Regions from separate parts of the Zea mays genome. Here regions 1, 2 and 3 are each linked to region 4. A link is a contact called in public Hi-C data. All regions are on one chromosome and are shown on one strand. The core of a region is the stretch at or near the end of the contact, and the rest is flanking DNA. Distances in the headings are between cores, read along the strand shown. Region 1 holds the start of LOC100279334. Region 2 holds the start of LOC100284346. Region 3 holds the start of LOC100283907 (50S ribosomal protein L1, chloroplastic-like). Region 4 holds the start of LOC103630308 (serine/threonine-protein kinase-like protein At3g51990).

Evidence for each region. A called contact is a pair of places that touch in the nucleus more often than the background predicts.
Region 1: a contact with region 4 is called in a Hi-C map of bundle sheath, with 4 times the contacts expected there. The contact joins the promoter of LOC100279334 here to the promoter of LOC103630308 in region 4. A contact is called at or near these places in 2 of 25 Hi-C or Micro-C datasets (bundle sheath and ear).
Region 2: a contact with region 4 is called in a Hi-C map of tassel, with 2.0 times the contacts expected there. The contact joins the promoter of LOC100284346 here to the promoter of LOC103630308 in region 4. A contact is called at or near these places in 2 of 25 Hi-C or Micro-C datasets (bundle sheath and tassel).
Region 3: a contact with region 4 is called in a Hi-C map of endosperm, with 3 times the contacts expected there. The contact joins the promoter of LOC100283907 here to the promoter of LOC103630308 in region 4. A contact is called at or near these places in 3 of 25 Hi-C or Micro-C datasets (ear, endosperm and tassel).

Annotation. Positions count from the first base shown.
Region 1 is chr6:154,425,732-154,432,013 of Zm-B73-REFERENCE-NAM-5.0, reverse strand. LOC100279334 reads right to left here and starts at 1,685. Exons shown (of 10, transcript NM_001152355.1): 1 at 1,330-1,685; 2 at 550-632. The coding sequence starts at 1,571.
Region 2 is chr6:153,675,060-153,680,857 of Zm-B73-REFERENCE-NAM-5.0, reverse strand. LOC100284346 reads right to left here and starts at 3,330. Exons shown (of 1, transcript NM_001157241.2): 1 at 2,377-3,330. The coding sequence starts at 3,221. The coding sequence ends at 2,607.
Region 3 is chr6:154,262,790-154,268,745 of Zm-B73-REFERENCE-NAM-5.0, reverse strand. LOC100283907 (50S ribosomal protein L1, chloroplastic-like) reads right to left here and starts at 2,279. Exons shown (of 7, transcript NM_001156805.2): 1 at 1,898-2,279; 2 at 1,618-1,797; 3 at 1,476-1,530; 4 at 789-916; 5 at 359-442. The coding sequence starts at 2,224.
Region 4 is chr6:153,965,216-153,971,602 of Zm-B73-REFERENCE-NAM-5.0, reverse strand. It overlaps LOC103630308 (serine/threonine-protein kinase-like protein At3g51990), which reads left to right and starts at 3,978. Exons shown (of 1, transcript XM_008651372.3): 1 at 3,978-6,387. The coding sequence starts at 4,149. The coding sequence ends at 5,978.

The DNA.
Region 1 (6,282 bases), core at 436-2,935, 460 kb before region 4:
AAGAAGATTCCTCCAGTCACCAAAAGAAATGTCAATTTGGACATGTAGCTTTGACCATTAATTTCTGTCAGGGTATATATTTATACAAAAGCAAAATCACAATATTATAAATATGTTTCACAAAGTTTGTCTGGCCCACATATCTTAGAGGCTCAACAACTGACGGTTTTTTCACAAAATCAGATTGTACCTAGGCGAGAACCATCATAATTCCATGTAATCTCAATCAAACACTATACCACCTAGGTATCCAGACCAGACAACATTGCACAACAAAGGGAGTATTTAAGTAGATATCAGTGGCACAGTATCAAAAGTCTGAGTACGTGGTACATGCAACCGAAGCTAAATTATATACATCACATGAGCGAGAAGTTACTAATTCACATTACTTTATGAAAGCCTGATGTCTACACAAGCAAACCAAACTATCTACTCAATCTAATGAGGCTGTAGTGGACAAGTTTGCCCATCTGACAGTTGCAATCTATTTAGGAATCCAAGAACACATACAATTGCAGCTACTGTGTATTAGAGAGACAGGCATACCCTGTTTGCCCTTTTTGTTCTGATTCTGATTCCACGTGCTTTTGTCCCAAAGGTGAGCCTCATATCGACCTGTCCACCTATGCCTATTGATGGGCCAAAGTCAGTTCTATATCAATATATACAAACATGTAAGGTAATGAAGAAAAGGTTAAAAATAGTATAACAAAGTCATGAACTCATGAAACAAATGTTCGTAGAGGAAATTGGCTGCTAAAATTGCTGGTAGCGGCAAAAAAAACACAGCTAAATCATTTCGATTCATTTGCTGGACCGAAATTACTTCAGAATAATTCAGAACTGTATTGCATCGGCTATGTACCCATGCAACAACGACTGTGGAGTATGAGACCATGAACAGTGAATTACTGAATAAAACAGCATCGATCCACTACCAAGCTAAAATCCGGTATGCCAATAGTTGTCTGATTTTTTTAGAATTTAAGTAGTTGCAAAAAAATTATTCATGACTAGGATACCTACTGAGATCGGAAGGTCAACGCTGTTAAGACTCAAGAGAGTTTTTCTCACTTAACTCTGTACCGCAACCGTTCGACCTACAGGCTACAGGGTAGTGGAACTGCGCGCACATAGTAGAGCCCGAATGGCCGAAACAACGTGATAACTGATAAGCTCTTAGCAAAGGAGATTCAGCCAAGGAGCCATCCGATCGAAGCGCGCGCCGCACATAAGATTGCGCGAGGGCCTAAGCTCTCGGGCAGGCGGCAACAAGTAGCACGGAGGTCGGGAGGTGGGGCAGGGCAGGGACCGTGCGGCGCGTACCGGGTGACCCCGCGGTAGATGGAGCTCCGCTTCCCCGCCGCACAGGGAGGCATGCGGCTGATGCGCTCCTTGGCCGTGCACACGCGCTCCTTGCGCAGCGCCAACGCCCTCCTGGGCACCAGCTCCCCGGACAACGCAGCCGCTCCCGCAACGGCGCTGAGCGACGAGGACGAGCCGCCCTCCCCTGCCCCCGCCACAGCCACGGCCTGCAGCCCCGCGGCCTCGGGGTTGGGGGAGGCCATGGCGCCCACCGCCGGCCGGATCGATCGGTCGGTCGGGGCGGAGCCGAGGCGAGCCGCGACGGCGAGGGGTTCGGTGTGCGCAGCGCAGCGCAGCCAAGCCAAGCGTAGAACGGGTGACCGTTTGGGGGCAGCGTGGGTGGTGGTGGGATTTGAAATGGTGTGGAAGAAGCAGGGTGGGGGTGGGGCCGCGGGGTCGGGGCGATAGGCGATAGGGACGCGTGGAGCCCAGTGGGCTGGCACAGGGGAGACAGGCGGACGGGGGCGCAGGGGAATCCGAGGACGCGGCATTGATGGGTTGCCCTCGCGATGGATGGGACGGGAATGGGGGAAGCGCAGGACGGTGTGCGTCTCTGGGCAGGTGGGTTTGTTTGGGCCCGGAAGTGAAGTGACATGGGAACGGGGGATCGGATTGGCCCGTCGTCGTTTCCTCGAACGGCAACGGGTGCGCTTCTCGAGATAGCTTCTGCTGCCTCGACTTGAGTTCAGAGGGAGGAGGGGGATGCCGCCTTGTTGTCGTGTCGAGGTATCCACGTCTGCGGCATGCCGTACTAGACAAAGCGTAAGACACAGTGACAGTGCAACAGTTTGTACTATAGCGTGTTTTTCTTCAATTAAGAGCAGCAGTTAACTTCACAATGCGACGCCATGGCTCTTTAAAACACATGAATTTTATAGAAATGGTATAGAAATTAGTTTAAAACACATGAAAAACATAGGATTCAAAGAATTCCTTTATTTTAAAGGAGCCCTGAAACCAATGGAAAAAATGTTCGTTTCACCTTTGAAAGATTTATCTACTAGCAAAGTCGATAAGAGCTTTGTTTGGTTGCGGTTATATATAACTCAATTCACATACGTTAGGGTGAAATAAGGTGGAATTTGCATCCCGTCCATACCGACGCATGCAGATTAGGATGAATATAAGTACAACCAAATAATAAGATATAATCCATCAGATTTTAAGAAAGAATAATTAAAAATCGCCCTTATTACTCATGCACAAGTGTAGATGAGCGACGAAAAGCAAAGACCGTGAGATTTTAAGAGAGAAACGTACCAAAGAAGAGGCTAAATTATGGATTGGGAGGTTGGAGATGGACGCGATGCAAATGAACGGAACTGCCAAGGAGAGAACACGTGAATTGTAAATGTGTGTGGGTTGTTGTGTGTCATGCATATAGCAACATGGGTGATAACATGATGAGCCTGTAGTCCATTGAATCTTGTAACTATGGAATTTTCTTCTTATGAATATACTAAAATTACTATAAGATGTTAAGCGCTAGTGGACCGGGGTTGCAGCTGCGGTTATGGATTCACCCCTGCTCATAAGGGATTGATGTCTCTTGAAAACTCTGTAGATGGCACCATTGTGTCTCATATTTCTCTCTTCTTTGCATGCCACACAAAATAGTATGTGGCACCTCAACGCTCTACTAGATGGCTGATGTCATCCGCTGTACACGATGTCGCTAGAGAGTAGACTCGAATAATCCTGATGTGGTGAGATCCAGATCATGAAGTGGACACGAGACGCTGGTGCATCAAATCAGAGGGAATCACTGACCGGACTAACGGATAGCAAGATTCCGAGTCACCGTAGGACACACTCACACACGGCTGACGCACGCGAGAGCAACGTGTGCCACACTCTACATACGCAAGTTTCTCGTGATACGCCCAACGGTCACAATGCACGGTCTCGACATGGAATTATCCAGTAGTACAAGTACTTAATACTGCAGCAGCAGCAAGTACCAAATATATCTGACGAGTACCTCTATATTAGGGCATCTCCAACAACGTCTTAAACTGGTGCTTCAAATTAAGATATAAGACTTTACGCAGACAAAACTAGTCTAACAGTGCCTTATTTTATAAAATTTAGTCAAAAAACTATATGACACCCTCTTAAGTATCTCAAATATACTACACTTCAGAGCTACTCTAATAGTTCTCTAAAAAAGAGCTTGCTAAAATCATATTTAGTAAGTTGCTAAGACTAGCTCCAACAAGGACTTCTACATGGTCATGTACCCTAAATTTAGAGGATGAAGTTGTCATCTACTCCCTCCAGCAGCGTCTTCTAAATGATCCTCTAAATTTAGAAAACACTGCTGGATCATCTATATATAGAGTTTCTCTAAACGGTCATCTATCCATTTGAATGCTTTAAACAACCGGTTTAGCAAAACTAAAATATATACATTTGAAAGTATGACAAATACGTATGTACAAAAACTAAAAAATAAAAATTTCTCTAATATAGGTATTTACATATAGAATACATGATTTAGAGTACGTTGTTTGAGAGGAATGAGATATAGGGGATGAAATCTTTTAGAGAAAACTGTAAAGAACAGATATAGAGGATTGATATAGAGGACGTTGCTGGAGACAGTCTATAATAGCTATCAGAAGTACAAAATAACTTAGTCTCCAACAGTTGCTCATATTTAGGGAGTAGTTCGATTTTGAATCTAACTTTGGTAGCTTTGGCCTCATCAGATCTGGCTGACGGCAGGGTGGGTTCCGGACCCCTTTGTGTGGGGTCCGGGCCACTCACAGCAGGGTCCCGGGATTCTAGGACAAAGAATACCCAGGCCTTAATCAAGGCCAGGCGGGGGTCCGGAGCCGACACGTGTTCGGATCATACCGTATACGCTTCTGCTCCCCGCTCAGGCAGAGCCCCGATGCTGCCATGTGGCACTGTGCACGTGACGTAAGGCCTCTGGGCTGCGCGGGCTCTGCATTTATTGCGGACAAGGCGCGCCGCCTGTCCATTCCACTGGCAGGCAATGTGCCGCCTCGCATTTATTGAGCACTGTCCATTCCACTGGCAGGCGATGTGTCGCCTCCGCATTTAATGAGACCTATCCATTCCGCGGGCAGACGGCGACCAGTCCATTCCGCAGGCGACGTGCCTATCCATTCCCCTGGCAGGCAGTACGCCCATGCTGCCGCATGCACTACGCCCATCATTACTCGCGCGTTGCCAAGGAAGCAGTCGCAGCATATCAATACTGCATGGACTATTGTCGGGGACCATAATTAGGGGTACCCTCAAGACGCCTAATTCTCAGCTGGTAACCCCCATCAGCATAAAGCTGCAAAGGCCTGATGGGTACGATTAAGTCAGGGATCAGTCCACACGAGTGACTCGATCACGCTTCACCCGAGCCTAGCCTCGGCCGAGGGCAGCCGACCTCGAGAGACTTCCGTCTCGCCTGAGGCCCCCCCTTTTTACGGCGGACACGTCACCGGCTCGCCCGAGGCCTTGGCTTCGCTCAGAAGCAACCTTGACTAAATCGCCACACCGACTGACCAAATTGCAGGGGCATTTAACGCAAAGGTGGCCTGACACCTTTATCCTGACACGCGCCCCCCCGGCAGAGCCGAAGTGACCGCCGTCACTCCACCGCTCCTCTGACCAGTCTGACAGAAGGACAGCGCCGCCTGCGCCACTCCGACTGCGGTGCCACTCGACAGAGTGAGTCTGACAGGCAGTCAGGCCTTGCCAAAGGCGCCACGGCGAACTCCGCTCCGCCCGACCCCAGGGCTCGGACTCGGGCTAAGACCCGGAAGACGGCGAACTCCGCTCCGCCCGACCCCAGGGCTCGGACTCGGGCTAAGACCCGGAAGACGACGAACTCCGCTCCGCCCGACCCTAGGGCTCGGACTCGGGCTAAGACCCGGAAGACGGCGAACTCCGCTCCGCCCGACCCCAGGGCTCGGACTCGGGCTAAGACCCGGAAGACGGCGAACTCCGCTCCGCCCGACCCCAGGGCTCGGACTCTGGCTAAGACCCGGAAGACGACGAAACTCCGCCTCGCCCGACCCCAGGGCTCGGACTCCGCCCTGGCCTCGGCCGAACGACTTCCGCCTCGCCCGACCCCATGGCTCGGGCTCGGCCTCGGCAACAGAAGGCAGACTCAACCTCGGCTTCGGAGGAGCCCCCACGTCACCCTGCCTAGGGCACAGACCCGCCACGTCAACAGGGAGCGCCATCATCATCCTACCCCGAATCGACTCGGGTCACGGAGAACAAGACCGGCATCCCATCCGGCCAGCTCCGCCGGATGGGCAATGATGGCGCTCCACCAGCTCTGTGACGACGGCGGCCCCGAGCTCTCTTACGGAAGCAGGACGACGTCAGCAGGGACTTGACCGCTCCAACAGCTGTCCCTCCGCCAGGCTCCGTCGCACCTCCGACAGCCACGACATCACGCCAGCAAGGTGCCAAGATCTCTCCGGCTGCCACATTGGCATGTACCTAGGGCACTAGCTCTCTCTCCGCTAGACACGTAGCACTCTGCTACACCCCCCATTGTACACCTGGATCCTCTCCTTACGACTATAAAAGGGAGGACCAGGGCCTTCTTAGAGAAGGTTGGCCGCGCGGGACCGAGGACGGGACAGGCGCTCTCTTGGGGCCGCTCGCTTCCCTCACCCGCGTGGACGCTTGTAACCCCCCTACTGCAAGCGCACCTGACCTGGGCGCGGGACGAACACGAAGGCCGCGGGACTTCCACCTCTCTCACGCTCGACTCCGGCCACCTCGCCTCTCCCCCCTTCGCGCTCGCCCACACGCTCGACCCATCTGGGCTGGGGCACGCAGCACATTCACTCGTCGGCTTAGGGACCCCCCTGTCTCAAAACGCCGACAGTTGGCGCGCCAGGTAGGGGCCTGCTGCGTGCTGACGAACAGCTC
Region 2 (5,798 bases), core at 2,081-4,580, 290 kb after region 4:
ACGACAGATGGTGTTTTGATTTCTTGGCCTAACAGTCTTAGAAACGACGTGATCTCTCTGTATAAGACAATGAAATCATGTATCCTAGATTCTGGCACGAATATGATATTACTCCCCTTTTCTACAAATCTTAAGAACAGCTTTAAAAAGAACAAACAAAAACATATATGTTCTAACATTATTTTCTAATCAAGCGCTATTATTAATATAGTTAATGGTGATTAGTTGATTAATAGAAAGTAACAACATAATAACTATTAAATTTATACAGCTACTAACTGAAAAAACTGTTTTTGCCTTCTAAAATTCCTTAGCTTAGTATGAAAAGTTTGATCAATTCTATCCGCTTTGTTGAGTATTCTCGAGTCGACGTCCTCGTCATCGCACTGTCACCGCTCAGTTGTAATCAACTTTGGAAATGTTTAAGTAATAGGGGAGTATATAATGCACTAATTTGTGTTGTTGGCGGCGCGTCCTTGTTGAGATCTCAGTTTATTCCAACTTTGGAAATTTCATGTCTTTAAGTCTTCACAGAATAAAACAAGTTTAAAGGGTGTTTGGTTTTTAGGGACTAATGTTTAGTCTTTTCATTTTATTCCATTTTAGTTTATAAATTAACAAATATAGAAACTAAAATAGAGTTTTAGTTTCTATATTTAGTAGTTTTGAAACTAAAACGGAATAAAATGTAGGGACTAAAAATTAGTCCCTAGAAACCAAACATCCATTAATATGTTTTTGACAAAACACTATAGTAGACACTTAAAACTTCCTTATAATCATCGTACAATCATAATAAAATTCTTAAAACTATAGATATGCCCCATTAGTTACTTACCAATATATCTAATCTAATTAAGTTTTAATTCATCGTATATCAAGAGATACTCCCTCTATCTCAAATTAAAATTCGTTTTAACTTTTTACTAGATTGATAAAATAATTAATGTATGTGTTATATATATATAATCATCTATATGAATATGAAAAAATATAGAGATAAAACAACTACTATTTTAAAATGGAGGGAGTATAAAAAAGAATATAATAGAAATTTTTTATATCTCTTGACATAAGTTAAATTAAAACTTGATACGTTGGTAACATAAATAATGAACTATATTTATATTTTTTTGTAAAAATAGTTATGATATTGATAGTTCGATTGCACGGGAATCTTAATTACACAACCATTTTTTTCTTGTTTTTTGGCCTTCACGGGAGAAAGCAAGTTTGGGCTATAATTACTAGTCCTTTTTTTTTAAACTTAAACCATGTCCTTGTTAGGGTGTTGTTTTCAGAGAAACTAGGAACACCCGAGAACCCAAGACGAGTCGTTGTCGTGCTTTCCTGTTGTCACTGCTTTTGTCAAAGCCACGGCGCTTGCACATAGAGTGGTATCGATCACAATGAACAACCCTTGCTGTAGCTTTCGTTCTCTCTACTGAATGTATATCTCATATTACCACTGCTTTCCTCAAAACCACGGCATGCGCTAAAAGTGTGTTTGGTTTGGTTTTTGCCCACTAAATTAAAAACGTCAAACCAAAAGGCTAGAACTACAATCATGAAACAGTTTTTACTAATAAAAGTCGACTTTCTCAGAAGAAACTTTAGCGACTTTTAGTGATTTCTATCCAACGGTTTTTAGTTTTTTAATAGATTACAACATATAACAACTTTTTTTATAATTCACGGTCCACAACAACTTTTTTTCATAACCACAACCCAACCCTAATACGTCATCAGTGTAGTAGTTCACAACTTCACACGAAATTCGCTATAATCATGTTCGCTTGGCTTTAATTCATACCAGCTTTAACTACTTATACAATGTTTTTGTACCTATAAACTGCAGTTATAACAATCTAAACAGCCGGCTTCTACTAAAACAGCCGGCTTCTACTATTTCTACGATGTTTTAATCCAAGCTTTTTTGTCTATATGGATTATATTTTTGGTCGTCTGAACTGAACCGAGTATAAAAAAAGGAGGCAAGGAGAAGACTGTCTTTCAAGGCTGTTTGGTAGGGCGCTTGTGCTGGTCAGACTAGAAATCTATCTTAGCGTTAGGCTTCCCAAATCCAACACACATGGGAATGTTGGGCCTGCTAGGTTGACTTCCAAATCAAAGATTTAGCAACCAAATTTTTGACAAAAAATATTTACTAACAAGCTAAATACGAGGTATTAGCAAATTTCGGCAAGAAACCAAACAGAGACAAAAAAAAAAACTTGGTTTGCCTGAGTTTTAGCTACCAACGATCAGCATCGTTGTCAGCCCCTTGTGTTTGTGGTATGAACGCACTTGTGCCAAATTAAGAGAACCCCAAATAACAATGAGACGCAAACTCCGAACTACTAGCAGACTGCAATTGATGAAAGCCGAAACAATTCCATTGAACATCCATAGCAGTACAATGGATGCAGATTTGCATTGTATAGTACACAAAAACCAAATGAAAAAGGGGGCTTTTTTACGTGGCGCTGTCCGTGTGATTCCAGTGTAGTATATGTACATACATAATAAAATGAAAGAAATCCAATTTGTGGGAGCGGAGCGGAGCGGGGCAGAGGCAGAGCAGGACAGGCACAGGATCCTTGTTCCTAGGCACCGATCCTGCCGAATCCGCCGCCGCCGCCCGCGGCCATCATGAGCTTGAACTCGTCGAAGGAGACGAGGCCGTCGCCGTTGCGGTCGACGCCCTGGATCATGCGGCGGCACTGGGCGACGGTGGCGGACTCCCCGAGGCCGCGCAGGACGCGCGCGAGCTCGGCGGGCGTGATGAGGCCGTTGCCGTCGGCGTCGAAGACCATGAAGGCGTGGCGCAGGTCCTCCTCGACGGCGGCGGCGTCGGCGGACGCGGACTCCATGAGCGCGGCGAACTCGGGCAGGCTGATGCAGCCGTCGCCGTCCGCGTCCGCCTCCTCCATCATGCGCGACACCTCGTCGTCGGTCACGGCGTGGCCCACGCCCTCGAACAGCGCCGCCAGCTCGGACCGCGAGATCTGCCCGTCGCCGTTCGCGTCGAACTTGCGGAACACGCGCTCCGTCTCGTCCCTGGTTGTGGTTGACGACGACGACGGTGACCTCCTCGGGAGTGGGGACGGGGACGGCGGCGCGCTGGCCGCGGAGGAGTGCGGCGAGGACGAGCCTGCTCTCCGGGCGCTGCCGCGCTTGCCGCTGCGGGAGCGCGAGAAGAAGGACCGAACCTTGCCCATGGAAGTGGAGCGGGAGAGGAAAGGGAATGGATTGATGTGGCTGGTGATTATTGATTGGCTTTGCCTGTTGAAGATTCGTGGAGGCACTGGTGGTGGATGAGGAGAGAGAGGGAGGGGCGAGGGAGGAGAGCGGGATTTAGGCGGGCCGCGTGAACCGGCCGCGGTTAGTTGTTTCCGTTGGGGTCGCACGCACCGCCAAACTTTCGGGAGGGGAGCCACAGCTCCGCGGTTTGGGCTCGCCAGCTCCGCGGTTTGCGCGTCCCTCTCGCGCCGCGCGTCGGATGAAGACGAACGAGTCGACTCGTCGATCCCCGGGCCCCGGCACGGATAGGGCTGCCATGCCCATGCCAGGCGTGCCACGGAGCGCGCGGGCAAGCACCTGGTTTTGCGGCTGGGACGCGGAGGCTAGCTGGAGATTATGCGGCGGCGCGTGGATCCAGCACACACACCGGGATTGGAACCCCAACTTGTCTCCAGCCCTCCACCCTCGAGCTCGACACGGGCATGTCATCAGGCACGTGCAGCGGGTGGCTTGGCCGTCTGACTTCTCTTCTGTTTCTTGATTCCTATCGGAAGTTCTGAACGTACGGTCCCAGAGCCGGTGGAGTCGTACAAAAAAACGTACGACAAAAGATGTTCTCTCTCTCTGTATCTGTTGTATAGAGCCAGAACCATTTTCTTCCCAGTGACATTCTGATTTGACTTTTGTTAGTATCAACAACTATTTTATTAGACATTTATTGTAGGACTGGACATAAAAACAAAAAAAAACTCATCCGAAAAAAACCGAACTAAATTTCGGTTACCAATCTATGTAAATCGTACTTAATTTCAGAGTTTGGATTTTTTTTATTCGGTTTAAACCATAAACATATGGGCCACGCCCACTGGTCCTAAGTTTAGCCTATCACACACATCACAGGCTCACGACCTTAGGCCCTCAGGCCTTAGCCTCACACAGATGTACGCAGCTCACGGACCTATCGGTCTCATCTCAGGCTCTCAACAGTTGTCCTTGTCGGAGTTATCTCCTTCACGGCGGCTTCACGCTCACGCACGGAGTCACGAATGCGCATCAAACCATACCCTATCTTCGCTCGCCGTGCCGCCACCTCTCGAGTGCGGACTACCAAGCCACCACCAAGAGGCAACCTCTCGCCACGAGTCGGCCACCAGCGGGTCGCCACTCGTCGACCATCGCTCACTACTAGCCACCAGCGGCCACCGCTCGCCACTAGTCGGCCTCCGCCATCGCGCATCCTTCGTCGCCCTGTGCCCCTACCGTCGATGGCCGACCTCGTCGTGCCCTGCGCCCCTACAGTACTGAAGACCGAAGAGGAAAACTAAGGTGAGTGCCAGTGTTGTATTCTTTGCTTATGTTATTCATTAATTGTTAGGTGACTGTGGGCTGTGTGCAGTGTTGTTCTTTACTTATGTTGTTCATTAATCATTAGGTGCAAAATAGAAAATACCAAAACATTAACCTTTTTGTTTTATGACACAATAATGAGCAGTCCTAGGAGGAGAAATTTTTATCTAGACATGTACTCAGTTCTCTAACACAGCAGTCATATGGCAACACCAACAAAGCAGTCCTCTAACGAAGTATGATTTGATTTTGCATGTATGTTCTCTTCTTTTTTTTGTGATTTTTGATTTTAATGTTTTGATGTGTGGCCACTGCAATGTAGGTCGTAAATGCCAGCAAGGAATCGACACGGACCAACAACGCTTCTAAGGAAAAGAAAGAAGATAACGTGAAGAAAAGGAAGGAGATTGTGCCTAGATCAGAAGTGTGATCTCACTTTGTCAATATTTGTGTTTATAGTCACTTGAAGAAAGGGAAAGGCAAGTATTGATTGAAAAGGATGGTGATAATGCTCTCATATCTTTGTTGTGGTAGAAGGGAGGATATTTCTCACAATGTACACATCACCTAGCTTATTAATTTCAATAGAGTTGAGCTCATTAATCACAAGATTTAAGCGGGAATACATGTCTCTAACAAGCTTATTTTCTTTCATTTCAAAGGAATTATTCTTATTTAAAACTAGAAAATGTTTTTGCTCACGGACATTAGATGTGCCATCATGGAGCTCATGCAATTTTAGCCAAATCTCATTAGCAGTTTTCAAGGTACATACTTGATTGAAAATTTCCACGCTAAGAGATTCATACAATCAATTGTTGGCTCTAGCATTAAAATGAATTTCTTTTTCGTCACTCGTGTGGAGCTTCTCGGGATTCTTAGGTGGTTTTATACCGTCACGAGTGACTCTCTAAACACCTAGATCAACCGCTTATAGGTAACAAGTCATTCTAACCGAGTCAGATGAGTTAGACATGAGTGCTTTTAGGGATTTAGTACTAATGCGTTAGTGTCGTAGGTAGCTATATGTGTGCGTAAATTAATAACTTGTAAGGGATAAATGATGTGGTATTATAAGTACATGATGCTTATTAAGTTTGTTTGCCCTTTTTATATATATCTATAATATTAGAATCTGGCTATCCAAATATCTAGATTCTAACAAACAACTTCTCTGTCAGCAGTCGAACTAAACATTTAAATTCTTA
Region 3 (5,956 bases), core at 1,030-3,529, 300 kb before region 4:
ATTATTACCACTGATAACGCTTCATATCTTCCAACATGTGTCTCATCTAGTTTCCTCGGCGATCAGTAAAACCAACTATTTCAACTTCCTGAACTCTTGCTATGCACAATTAAATTACAAACATGTGTTCAATAAAAACACCATGCCTGAACCTTGAATTATCGGAGTACAGGAAAGTAAATGCAACTGATAAAGGTAGGAAGTTACTTGTACATGAATCCTAGAAGTCAGTAAATACTACAAGGGCATGAAGTTTTAAATCTTGTCACAGTGCCCAGACTAAGCAATGAAGACAAACGATTTAGAATATCGATAAAAAAACTGAGGCAAACAAAATCTGTATTGACTTCCTCAATACCTGAGTAATATTTGAAGAAACAGTGCCAGCTTTGGGGTTAGGCATCAGTCCTCTTGGTCCTAGAATCTTACCTAAGCCCGCAACCTGAAAAGTAAACAGAAATAACTCAGGCTGATAATCATTTAAAGGGGAGCCCACATTGAAAGTTTCTACGAACATGTCAAATAATGCAACAAATATATACAGAACTTTGGACATTTAGTTTAGCATTAGTTATCAAAGAATGAAACATCTCACACATGTATTCTTGTATTCCGAAATTAGATTGGCATAGCCAATCTATTTTATCTATAGAAAACAAAAAAATTAACAGTTTACATGGTAAGACACTTAGGACCTATAGTAAGCACAACTAAATATTTCATTTCAAATTTTGTGGTAGTATCCAACAGTAAATTGAAATGAAGGCAGAACTGTTAATAGCTCATACCTTAGGCATCATATCAGGTGATGCAATCAATTTGTCAAACTCCATAAATCCTCCTTTTATTTGTTCAATCAAATCTTCTCCACCTACGATATCAGCTCCGGCAGCTCTAGCTTCATCTATCTTCTCACCTGTGAGGTCAGAAAATAACTATTAATGCATATAATGACCATGATTATTTCAACTACTGGTGCTACCATCTTTATGATAATGACAAGAAAAACATGACTATCTTTCACAAAGGATATGAAAGAGAAGTTTCAGTCATTCAACAAGGGTTTGCTAAGTGGACAGCACAAAAATAGCACCATCCCAACTCCCAAGTGACTTCTTGTAAAAAACAAAGAAGTAGAAACATCATGAACATAATAAACTGATTGTTAAATTCTTCTACCAAGATGCCAAAGATGAATTAACTTTGTCCAATCCAATATGTTGCATTTGAACTCTGAAAGAAGCCATGGTACTTTAAGAAGAAAAAAAATACAAAATTAACCAATCGGGTCATCAGCACACAATGTTTGCATAAAAATAAAGACAAGCGTGTTTCAGATTAAACCCATAGTCACACATGAGGCAAGGCAATAGTGTCAAACAGAACAATCACACATATGACCCACTAGCACAGTGAATTCAGTTTGTACTAACTATCGCTCAACAGGATTTCGTTGTGTTTCAATCACCGCCCACCTTGTGTGAGAACCGCAATCTTCACCGACTGGCCTGTTCCCTTGGGCAAATTCACCTGTGGTCACCACGACCAGCACAAATTAACGAACGCAACAGGGCACAAGCAACCAAAAAGAGAAGGCCAGAAAAGAAGAAACAATACCGTGGCCCGGAGCTGCTGGTCATTGTACTTGGGGTCGAGATTCATGCGGAAGTGCGCCTCCGCTGACTCAACAAACTTGGCACTGGACATCTGCTTCATCAACGAGATGGCGGTGGGCACGTCGTAGTCCTTCTTGCTCTCCCTCAGCTTCTGTATCTCGAGGAACCTCTTCGACCTCGTCTGCGCACCATCAAAACTAGCACAGCATCACCGGCCGTACACAAGCAAGCAAGCCACAGGAACCATATACGGAGGGTGGGGTATTCGGCGATATGCGTACGCGGTCGCGCTTAAGCAGTAGCGCGGCCTTGCCGGTGCGCGGGCGCGTGGGGGCCGTGAACGCGGGGCCGCGCCCGCCCTCATACCCGTCGTCGTCGTCGTACTGGCCCTGCTGGTCGACCTCCGCCTCCTCTTCGAGCACGGCCCCCTGCGGGTCGGCGATGGCGGCCGCGGCGGGGCGGCGGAACGCGAGGAGGAGCCGCGGGTACGCACGCAGCGACGGCACGGAGGAGGGGAACAGCAGCGCGTTTGACGAGGCCGGCGCCGTGCTGCTGGCCGCCGGCGCGAGGAGGGAGGAGGAGGCGGTGGCCGCGGCGGCTGTGGCCATGGTGGAGGCCGGGGAGGATGGCGCAGCAGATAAGAGGGAGTGGAGGGATAGAAAGAGAAGCCGAAGTGGCAGCGCGGGTTGGTTATAGCCGAAAGATCTCGGCCTGGGTGTTCATCGGATAGGGCTGGTCGTGGGCGGGCTCGCGGTCGCAGCCTCGCAGGGGCAGGGATGACGGGCGCCGCGCCTGGAAAACTCCTCCCCCCTGATTCCAGTGATTTTGGCTCAACCGAGACGCCCGGTCACCTGCCTGATCTTGGTTGGGAGTTGGGACGAGCGGGTGTACGAGTGTGCGATCGTGTCGTGTCCGCGCGGGCGACGGGTAAGGAGAAACACGGCGAGTTGGCTGGGCCGAGACGCGCGCAGGTGTTCGGAGCTCCTGATTTGGCTCAGCCCCGAGGACCGAGAGCCATGCGGATGCGCGCGAGGCAGCCGGACAGGTGTGTGGTCGCGGTTCGCGTGTGGGTTCGAGCGGCAGCGACGAGGGACGCATGTGTGGCTGTGGCTGCCAGCCTGCGACTGCGAACTGTTTGTGTGTGGCCCTTGACTCTACTCTATATCTATACTACTATATTATTTAGATTATCCACCAAACAAATTCAGATAGCTGGATAACTCTATCACCCTTACTCAAATTCAATGATGAACAATATTATCTAGATCATCTATCATTTGTCATGTCACCCTTCCCTTTCCCACAATCTGTCGCCTCCAACCTCTCCCTCCCTCGCGTCCCCGTCGCCCTCTCCCCTTCACTCGTGCCTCCACCGTCAATTCCTCCTATAGTTCTGAGGCCTATGTTGTAATACATTGGTAGTGTGACCATAACATGTGGTTTTCTCACTTTGTAATCAGACTTTAGGTTGTTTCAATGGCACACCACTCCACATACATACAATGAACTTTAGAAAGTGCAGGAGCTCCAACTTTTTCCCCTGCTGCCACCATGTAGAGGGAGAGAGAGAAAATTATCTCATATATCACTACACTTTTAATATAGAATTTTCTTTGTGCGTCGCCATGTGTCTCTCACGCGTGAGTAGGGGTGGTAATGGGCTATAAACTTTATACTGCAAATTTTAAGGATCGAATCGGATTAGGGTCGGGCTCTATTCTTATTCATTTTTGAACTAATATTATTTAAGGGCCTTAACTTTTGTGAAGAGGCATTTGGATCGTGATCCATTACCACCTCTACGCGTGAGCGCCCGTGTCCGTCCAACGCGGCAGGGCTCCTACCACTATGGCACACATCCATTTGTGGTACATAAAGGAGAGATTATATATATCTATACACTATAATTTAAAAAAAAAATATAATCATGTTTGAATATATATATATATAATTTAAGGAAATGCAACATATATGATATACAAAAACTGTAGCAATATTGAGAGCACCTAGAAAGGGGTGAATAGGTGATCCTGTAAAATTCAACACTAATAGCCACAAAACTTAGTTGTTAAAGTTAGAACGGCTAAGTAGCTTGAAACGAGCTCTTGCGAACACAGACAATCAAAAAGAAAGCACATAAGAGACACGTGATTTTTATCTCGTGGTTCGGCCAAGTAATACTTGCTTACTTCCACGTTGTGGCGTCCCAATGAACGAGGGTTGCACTCAACCCCTTTCAAGTGATCTAATGATCAACTTGAATACCACGATTTTTCTTCCTTGTCTCTTTTTCCCGTTTGCGAGAAATCTCCACAAGTTGGAGTCTCTCGCCCTTACAATAAAGATCACAATGAAAGCACAAGAGTAAGGTTGGGAAGCAACACACACAAATCCGCAGCACACACACGCACACAAGCCAAGACTTGAGCTCAAAATGAAGCACACAGAGTTCACAACTAGAACGGAGCTCAAATCACTAACACAATTGATCAAGTGCGCGGGGACGGAGTGTGGGAGACTTAGAATACTTAGTGAATACTTGGGTTACTCCTCCATGCGCCTAGGGGTCCCTTTTATAGTCCCAAGGCAGCTAGGAGCCGTTGGAGGCCAACAAGGAAGGCTTTCCTTGCCTTCTGTCGGGTGGCGCACCGGATAATCCGGTGCGCCACCGGACAATCACTGTAGACGGTCTGATGCCGATTTCTTTCCTTTCTTGGCGCGGACGACCGTTGCAGATCCGTGGCAGTTGGCGCACCGGACAGTCCAGTGCCCCCTGCCGACCGTTGGCGCGGGCCATGCGTCGCCCGCGGATTGCGCGGCCGACCGTTGGCTCACCGGACAGTATGGTGAATTATAGCCGTACGCCGCCGATTTTTCCCAATAGTGGCATGTTCACCGGAAGCCAGCCTGGCGCACCGGACAGTCCGGTGTGCCAAGCCGAGCAGGACTTCGGCTGCACCCAGCCAAGTCTTTTGCATCTCTTTTCTTTTCTTCTTTTCTCTGTTTCTAGCACTTAGACAATATATGTTAGTACTCAAAACAATGTACTAAGACTAGAAACGTACCTTGTTACATGATTTGCACTTCTTGCTTGTTTGGCACATAATCAACTCACTTAATATGTGTTGGACACTTAATCACCAAAACATTATAGAAATGGCCCAAAGGCACATTTCTCTTTTAATCTCCCCTTTTTTGGTGATTTATGCCAACACATCAAAAAGCAACAAAAATAAGTGCAACATCGATGCAAATAAGGACCAAATTGTTTTTTACTCTAATTTGGCATATTTGGATCATTCTTCGCCACCACTTGGTTTGTTTTTGCAAATCAAATTCATTTTCCTATCTCTAAGTCAAACTCACTTGTTTGGGCATAAAGAGAGATATTCATGAGTGAAACTGATCAAGATCCAAAAACTCCCCCTTTTTCCCATAATCATAAATTCTCCCCACAAGAGACCAAATTTTGCATTTATAGAGTATTGTGACAAATCAAAAATTCTAACTCTACTGTTTCAAAATTCACAAGTGGTAGCTGATCCATTTGCTTTGGCCTTAATTTCTCTCCCTTTGGCATTAAGAACCAAAACGGGATCATCCTTGGCCTTTAACCCCATTGCCTCACCAAAAATGTCAATTAAGAGCAAAAGGCAATAAGAGCATAAGAATGAACTTGGAGGTGAATACACTAATACCAGAGTGCAGTAGAAGTCTTTGCATGGTCCAAGTTCACCTTTCCATTTCAATTCACCTTTGAGACTACATCAAGTAACTCAAACAAAAAGGTTAGTCTCAAAGGGTCAAGTTGTAGCACTTCTCCCCCTAAATGTGTGCATCATTCACACATGGACTTGTGAGGTCCGGGGATCCCTTGCATAACTTGAGCACCACAAATAAGCAACAAATCACAGAAATGCATAATGTAACGTGATCAAAGGCATAAAACACATGTATGTTATAGATCAATCCAAGTTACGCGAATCTAAGACATTTAGCTCACTACGTAGCCTACAAAAGGTTTTCTCATCTAATGGCTTGGTAAAGATATCGGCTAGCTGGTTCTCGGTGCTAATATGGAACACCTCGATATCTCCCTTTTGCTGGTGGTCTCTCAGAAAGTGATGCCAGATGTCTATGTGCTTAGTGTGGCTGTGTTCAACGGGATTATCCGCCATGCGGATTGCACTCTCATTGCCACATAGGAGTGGGACTTTGCTCAAATTGTAGCCAAAGTCCCGGAGGGTTTGCCTCATCCAAAGTAGTTGCGCGCAACACTGCCCTGCGGCAACATACTCGGCCTCAGCGGTGGATAGAGCAACGGAGGTTTGTTTCTTTGA
Region 4 (6,387 bases), core at 2,729-5,228:
GGAACCCGGGCTCCTGCACCAGGTCGCGGACCGTCCGGCCCTGTGCCGCGGACCGTCCGCGCCTCACCAGAGAGCACCGCCGCCTCACGCCAGGTCGCGGACCGTCCGGCTCTATGCCGCGGACCGTCCGCGCCTGACCAGAGGGCACCGCCGCCGGTTCTTCTTGAGTGATTGGCGCCTCCAAAAAGGTGTCAACACATTGTTTTTTTATTGTCTAGCTGATCATAAGTTTGTAGCAATAATTTTTTTGTTTGTCCATTTACGTGGGGCAGCAGGCTGCTGCGCTCTTGAGAGAGCAGCCCATCTACCACGCCGTACAGCGTACCATTGGCTGTGGGGCCGCTATGCCCCCAGTGGCGCTGCCCGGCAAGGAGGCTGGGTATTTGGGGGAGTATCGGCGAAGCATCATAGCTCCCGACGAAGCAGGGGCTGCGACCAGCGCGCTGGACGTTGCTGGGGGCCGCCTGATGCTGGCGGCGGCTGCTGCCTGGGGGCAGCGGCAGAGCTCATGATCGTCGAGACCTTTGATACCAGATTGGTAGGAGCCATATTCCCTATACTGACGATATGTTTCCGTTGCAACGCACGGTCACCCACCTAGTAGTATATACTCCTACATAGACATCATGCCCCCGCGCCGCGTACAAACATACGGAAGACATTTACGAAGCCTAATTGGAGAGTGATGATGGGCTTTCACCAGCCAGCCCAAGGAGTCCATCCAAGTCTTTGCCTCTTTGGTGTTCACACACGATCTCTCTCTCTCTCTCTCTTTTTTCCTCACTCTGTCGTCTGATAATGATAATAAATAAATATAGCGAAGCGCGCGCTAATTCGAAACCGGCACGCGCGCGAGGCGAGACAACTGGCCGGCTGAACACGCTGCCTTCTCTTTATTTATATAATATAATATAATATATAGTTGGAGAGGAGAATGTATGGGTACAGTTGAAGTGCAGCAGCAGTTATAATCGATGCATGGGCATGTCAGTCGTGGCTCACCATTGCTGGGTTTGTACCCACTGACTACATACCACGACGTGTACGAGGGCGCTGTATATGGATGGCAACGCGCGTACCCAGTGAATACGCGTTACCATACCACGCGAACGCACGAAGCTGCCGAGCACTTGGAGCATCATCACCAGCAGGCGCAGGTAGACCACCGTACCGAGAACGGCTCGGCCGCTGGCGACGTACTACTTGGGAACAGTTGGGAGTTGGGGCTTGGCCGGCCGGCCGTGGCACATTCTTGCCTTGCGCGTTCGCTCGTTCGTACAGCTTGGCCCGGCTCCACAGCCCACGCGCGCCTGACGGCCAGGCCAGGCCAGCACGCGCCCGACACCGGCGCCGGGACGCTCACGCCACGCGCTCTCGCTTCGGCCGGCCCCGTGCTTTTAAGCCAGGGCGCGCAGGCTAGCTAGTGTAGTGCACGCCGCGCCGTTCACGGCTGCGGCTGCCTTTTGAGGGACAGACAAGCAGGCGCTCCGTCTCAAAAGCCACGCGCGCGCCACGAAGGAAAGGCAGGAACGGGCGAGGAGCCGGCACTTGCGGGTGGCGGCTGCCGGGCTGCCGGCACAGCCGCGCGCTTTTGCGAGCTGAAAGGCTAGCTAGCTATGTGCTGAAGTGTGAAGTGAGGGTTTCAGTTTCAACAATGGGACGCGAGGGAGCTCTGTGTGTTTGTCAAAGCTGTGCGATCGGAAACTCTTGACTTTTGCCGACGCATGAGAGACGGCAGCAGGAGGGAATGCGTTTGCTTGCCTACGGTCGGCAATGGTATAGACGTACTAGCTGCAGACAGCAGCACGAGCGAGCACGTATTATTGGTGGATGTTGGACAGAGTTAATGAGAGCTAGCCTAGCGCGTGCGTTAATTGGCGATGCTTCAACAGCTCACCACCATCTCCCAGGTGAAGCCAGTATGGACAGCCAAAATACTCTCGTCTTCACTGTACCGCACTGGTCTTTCAATTTAAAAAAACACTCCCAGTCCTCTGGTGTCTTTTTCCCCTTCCATTTTTCTTTTTTTTTTTTTGGCTCTAAGTGGTGCAACTGTGCAAGGCCGGCCGCGCGCGCGCACTACAGAGTACAGACATATCTCTTGTCGTCAAGTTAGCTCATATACTACTAGATATAAATCGATGTGGAGCTCGGATGCCAAGTGGTGCTCTGAATAGGGATCAGTGATCAGGTCATTACGGACAACGGATTAAGATGTTTCGTTAGCTGCCAAACTTGTTACAGTCTTACCTAACTTTTTTTTTCTTGATTCCTCTCATTAATGGACAATCAGGGCACTTGACGCAGCCGGCTTGCAGCTGCAGATCATGGTGCTTCCAACGGCTGCCGTCTCACGGTCACGGAGGCAGTACAAGAAGATGACCAAAACGCTGGCCATAATTCATTGCTAACGTAAAAGGTTGACTAGATCGGCGGCCAAACACCCCGTTCAGCAGGGTGTTTTGGTCTCCGTGTGATCGTAATATGAAAACTACCCACAGACAGAGTACTACTATATTGTCTGATGAGCGAGCTGTAGAATTCGCAACGGTTTTGACCAGCTCAGTGCGGAAACGTACTGTTCTTTATATAATCTCCTACGCTCTTGCTCACAGCAGCATGGAAGCCTTGGATTTCTCAACAGAAGCTGCAGGCCGCGTTGCTTAATTGTTTTTTTTCTCTATTTCAAGGTAAGGACGTCAGCCACTTTAGAAAACTTGCATCATCTGATGCTGATCTCAATGTCATCATCTGTTCTTCTGCAGCCAAATTCAGTACAATGGTTTTTTTTTAATGGCAAGAAGATACTAATGATAAAGGATTCGCAGATCAGATTAGCTGTACAGAGAGATTCCTCTGGCAATCACTTCCCCACTCACAACAAGACACTATGGGTGTTGGCATTGGCCTGAAACAACCTGAACTTTATTTCTTCTGTTCTGATTAGTACTAGCTACCTGGCGGAATATATATTTCTTGGGAGATTAATATCTGGATTGCTCCGCCAGTCGTCCCTGCCGTATGCGTCCCGGCACTGAGATCACGATCGGATTCACAACAAAAATACTACTAGCGTCTACTCCTACAAGACAAGACAAAACAGTTAGGACCTGTTTAGAAATACAATTTTGAAATACTGTAGTTTTGACATACCATAATTTACTTGTACATGACATAAATACTACAGTATTGCTTTACCACAGTAAAACTACAGTATTGCTCAAAACCGAGATCTGTTTGGTTATATTGGAAAAACAAAGTATATGCAGAGAGAAGAGAAGAAAACCGAGGTCCTGAGTGGAGTTTCGAAAACTCCAAAAATACTACAGTTTTGGGTGAACCATAATATTTAAAACTGAGTTTTGACTATATAAACCAAACACCTTTTGAGCTTTAATACTATAGTATCATCAAATATCACAGTAATATTACAATTCCAAACAAGGCCTTAAAATTGCATTGCTGCATTGACGTCCTCCGTGGACACGAAAAGGGCTCTAATTTGTTGGGTGGATAAAAATCCGGTCGCCGTCCCGCTTCCAAACCACGCAAAAACCCCACTCCATGGGGCAGGCAGGACCCCGCACCAAACGACCACCGGAAAAAGGAAAAAAAACACTCATTTTAGACTAAAAATACACTCATTTTCAACTATAATTCATTTCAGACTAAAAATACACTCATTCTAGACTCTGCGCTAGCGCTCAAGACCGAGGCCGCAGCTGTGGTCGTGAAGAGAGAAGAAGATTAGAGTAAATCAGTACTGCCCTACGATAAGGACGGAAGGTAGAAAGAAGTCAATAAGGATATTTTTATTTTCTCAAACTAGCCCTGTAAATACGAATGCAGATAATGGTATAGATCAAATATTTTGATTGAATAATGGTCTCACTATAATACTCGATTTTCGTGTAATGACATACATCTGGAAAAAAAAAGCAGCCAGCTGAGAGGCCGAGAGGCACATCCCTTCCCAGTTCCCACTTCCCACTTCCCACGGCCCGCGCTGCCTATTCGGATCCCCTTTCTCTCTTTCGGTCTTCCCCCTTCCCCCCACTTTCTCCGACCCACCCGGCCGCGGCAGCGACGGTTCTCGCCTCTCGGTCTCGGGTCAGCCCCTGCTGCGACCTAAACTCTAGCGGTGCCAAATGGGCTACCTCTCCTGCCGCGCGGACTCGTCCGTGGCGACGTGCCGCTCCATCACGGCCATCTCGCCGCTCCCACTCTCGCGCCGCTCGGGGTCGGGGTCGGGGGGCGGCTCGTCCAGGCCCCCGCTGCCGCCGGCGCAGGCGGCCATCGAGCGCTTCGACTACGCGGAGCTGGAGGCGGCCACGTCCCACTTCGCGGACGCGGCGCTGCTGGGCCGGGGCAGCCACGGGGCCGTCTACAAGGCCGTGCTCCCCTCGGGCCGCGCCGTCGCCGTCAAGCGCCCCTCCCCGCGCCGCCCCGAGGTGGACAACGAGATCCGCATCCTCTCCTCCGTCCGGGGCCCGCGGCTCGTCAACCTCCTCGGCTTCTCTGACCCCGGCCCCGCCCCGCGCCTGCTCGTCGTCGAGTACATGCCCAACGGCACGCTCTACGACCTGCTCCACTCCAACCCGCGCCCGCCGGGCTGGCCGCGCCGCCTGCGCCTCGCGCTCCAGACGGCCAGGGCCCTGCGCGCGCTCCACGACGCCGACCCGCCCGTCATCCACCGCGACGTCAAGTCCGCCAACGTCCTGCTCGACGCCAACCTCGGCGCGCGCCTCGGCGACTTCGGCCTCGCCCTCCGCGTGCCCAAGGCCACCGCCGGCGCCAATGCCGCCGCCGCCGCCGCCCCCACGCCGCCGCCCGCCGGCACGCTCGGCTACCTCGACCCGGCCTACGTCACGCCCGAGAGCCTCAGCACCAAGACAGACGTCTTCAGCTTCGGGATCCTGCTGCTCGAGATCATGAGCGGCCGCAAGGCCATCGACGTCCAGCACTCGCCGCCGTCCGTCGTCGAGTGGGCCGTCCCGCTCTTACGGAAAGGCAAGGTCGCCTCGCTGTTCGACCCGCGTGTGGCGCCGCCACGAGACCCGGTCACCCGCAAGGACCTTGCCGCGCTGGCCGCCAGCTGTGTGCGCTCCTGCAGGGAGCGGCGCCCGTCCATGGCCGACATCGTCCAGCGTCTCGTGCTTCTCAGCAAAGCCGTGTCGGCCAAGGTGTGGAACGGGCTCGCCGACGGGCTTGCCGTGGTAGGGAACCCTTGTGCGGTTGTTGATGTTCAGAAGACCATCTCCAAGCGAGGTGCTGCCAGCCGCAGGGCTGAATCAGAGAGGGAGTCGACTTCAGCATTGGTGTTTGACGACGATGAAAAGGAGGATGTAGATGCAGAGGCCTTGGAGGAAGATCAGGTGCCATCCAACAAGTCACCACCCCGACCACTGAAGAACGGGATAGTGTTTTCCGAGGCAGGGGCTCGGGAGAGGAGAAATCTCTTGGACCTGATGGCTCGGATCGATGGTGTTGCCGGCCAAAGATTCGGCATTACCAGAGCAAGAACAGTGCGTGCTAATGGTGAGCTCATCGAAAAGGATGCAGTGTTGCTCCTAAGGAGGAACCAGACGGTAAGAGTTGTTGGATCAGAGGCACTGCCGAAGTCTGGAAGGATTTCTCGCTATGATGTGAAGATCAAACACAAAGCAGGGGAAGAGCAAGAGGAGACAGGGAAAGCCCAAGACAAAGTAGAGAAAATCCAAGTTAATGCAAGCGGGATTCAAGAAAGTTCCAAGGAAATATTAGGCAAGACAGATAAATTGTTGGATGCACTGGAGCCAAACCTTGACAAAGAAGAGAAGGTTCAAGAAAAGGAAGAGCAACACCTCGATGAAGTGGATAATGTTCAAGAGAATGAAGGCAAAGTCCAATGCCCGGCAGAGAAAATCCAGGAAGGTGGAGAAGTCCAATGCCCCCGGCAGAGAAAATCCAGGAAAGTCGAGGATTCTGAGACAAAGTAGAAAAGTCCATTTGAAGAGTGAGGGGAGTTTTAAATCCATACAATGTTTTTGAGGTTGGCTTAACCAACTATCACCTGGCAGCTTACCTGGAGCCCACGAGATACAAATCTCATTCCCCATGTATCATCATGGTAACTGGGATTGTACCAGAAATGTTCCCTGGTCTTGATGATTGGCTGATACATCCTTGAATTAAAACCCAAGCGATGTGATCTGCTATTTCGAATGCCAGCAATGACAACAACTCCCCCAGCTATTGATTGAATCTTGGTTCTCGGGTGATGTCCAATGCAATGGCTTGCTTGCGATATCTCCTAGCGTAGCTCTGAGATCGAAATCACAAAGAGCTGTAAGATCTTCGGATTCAATTTAAGCAGCTAGTGATAACTTCGCTGCTTCAAACTGATTC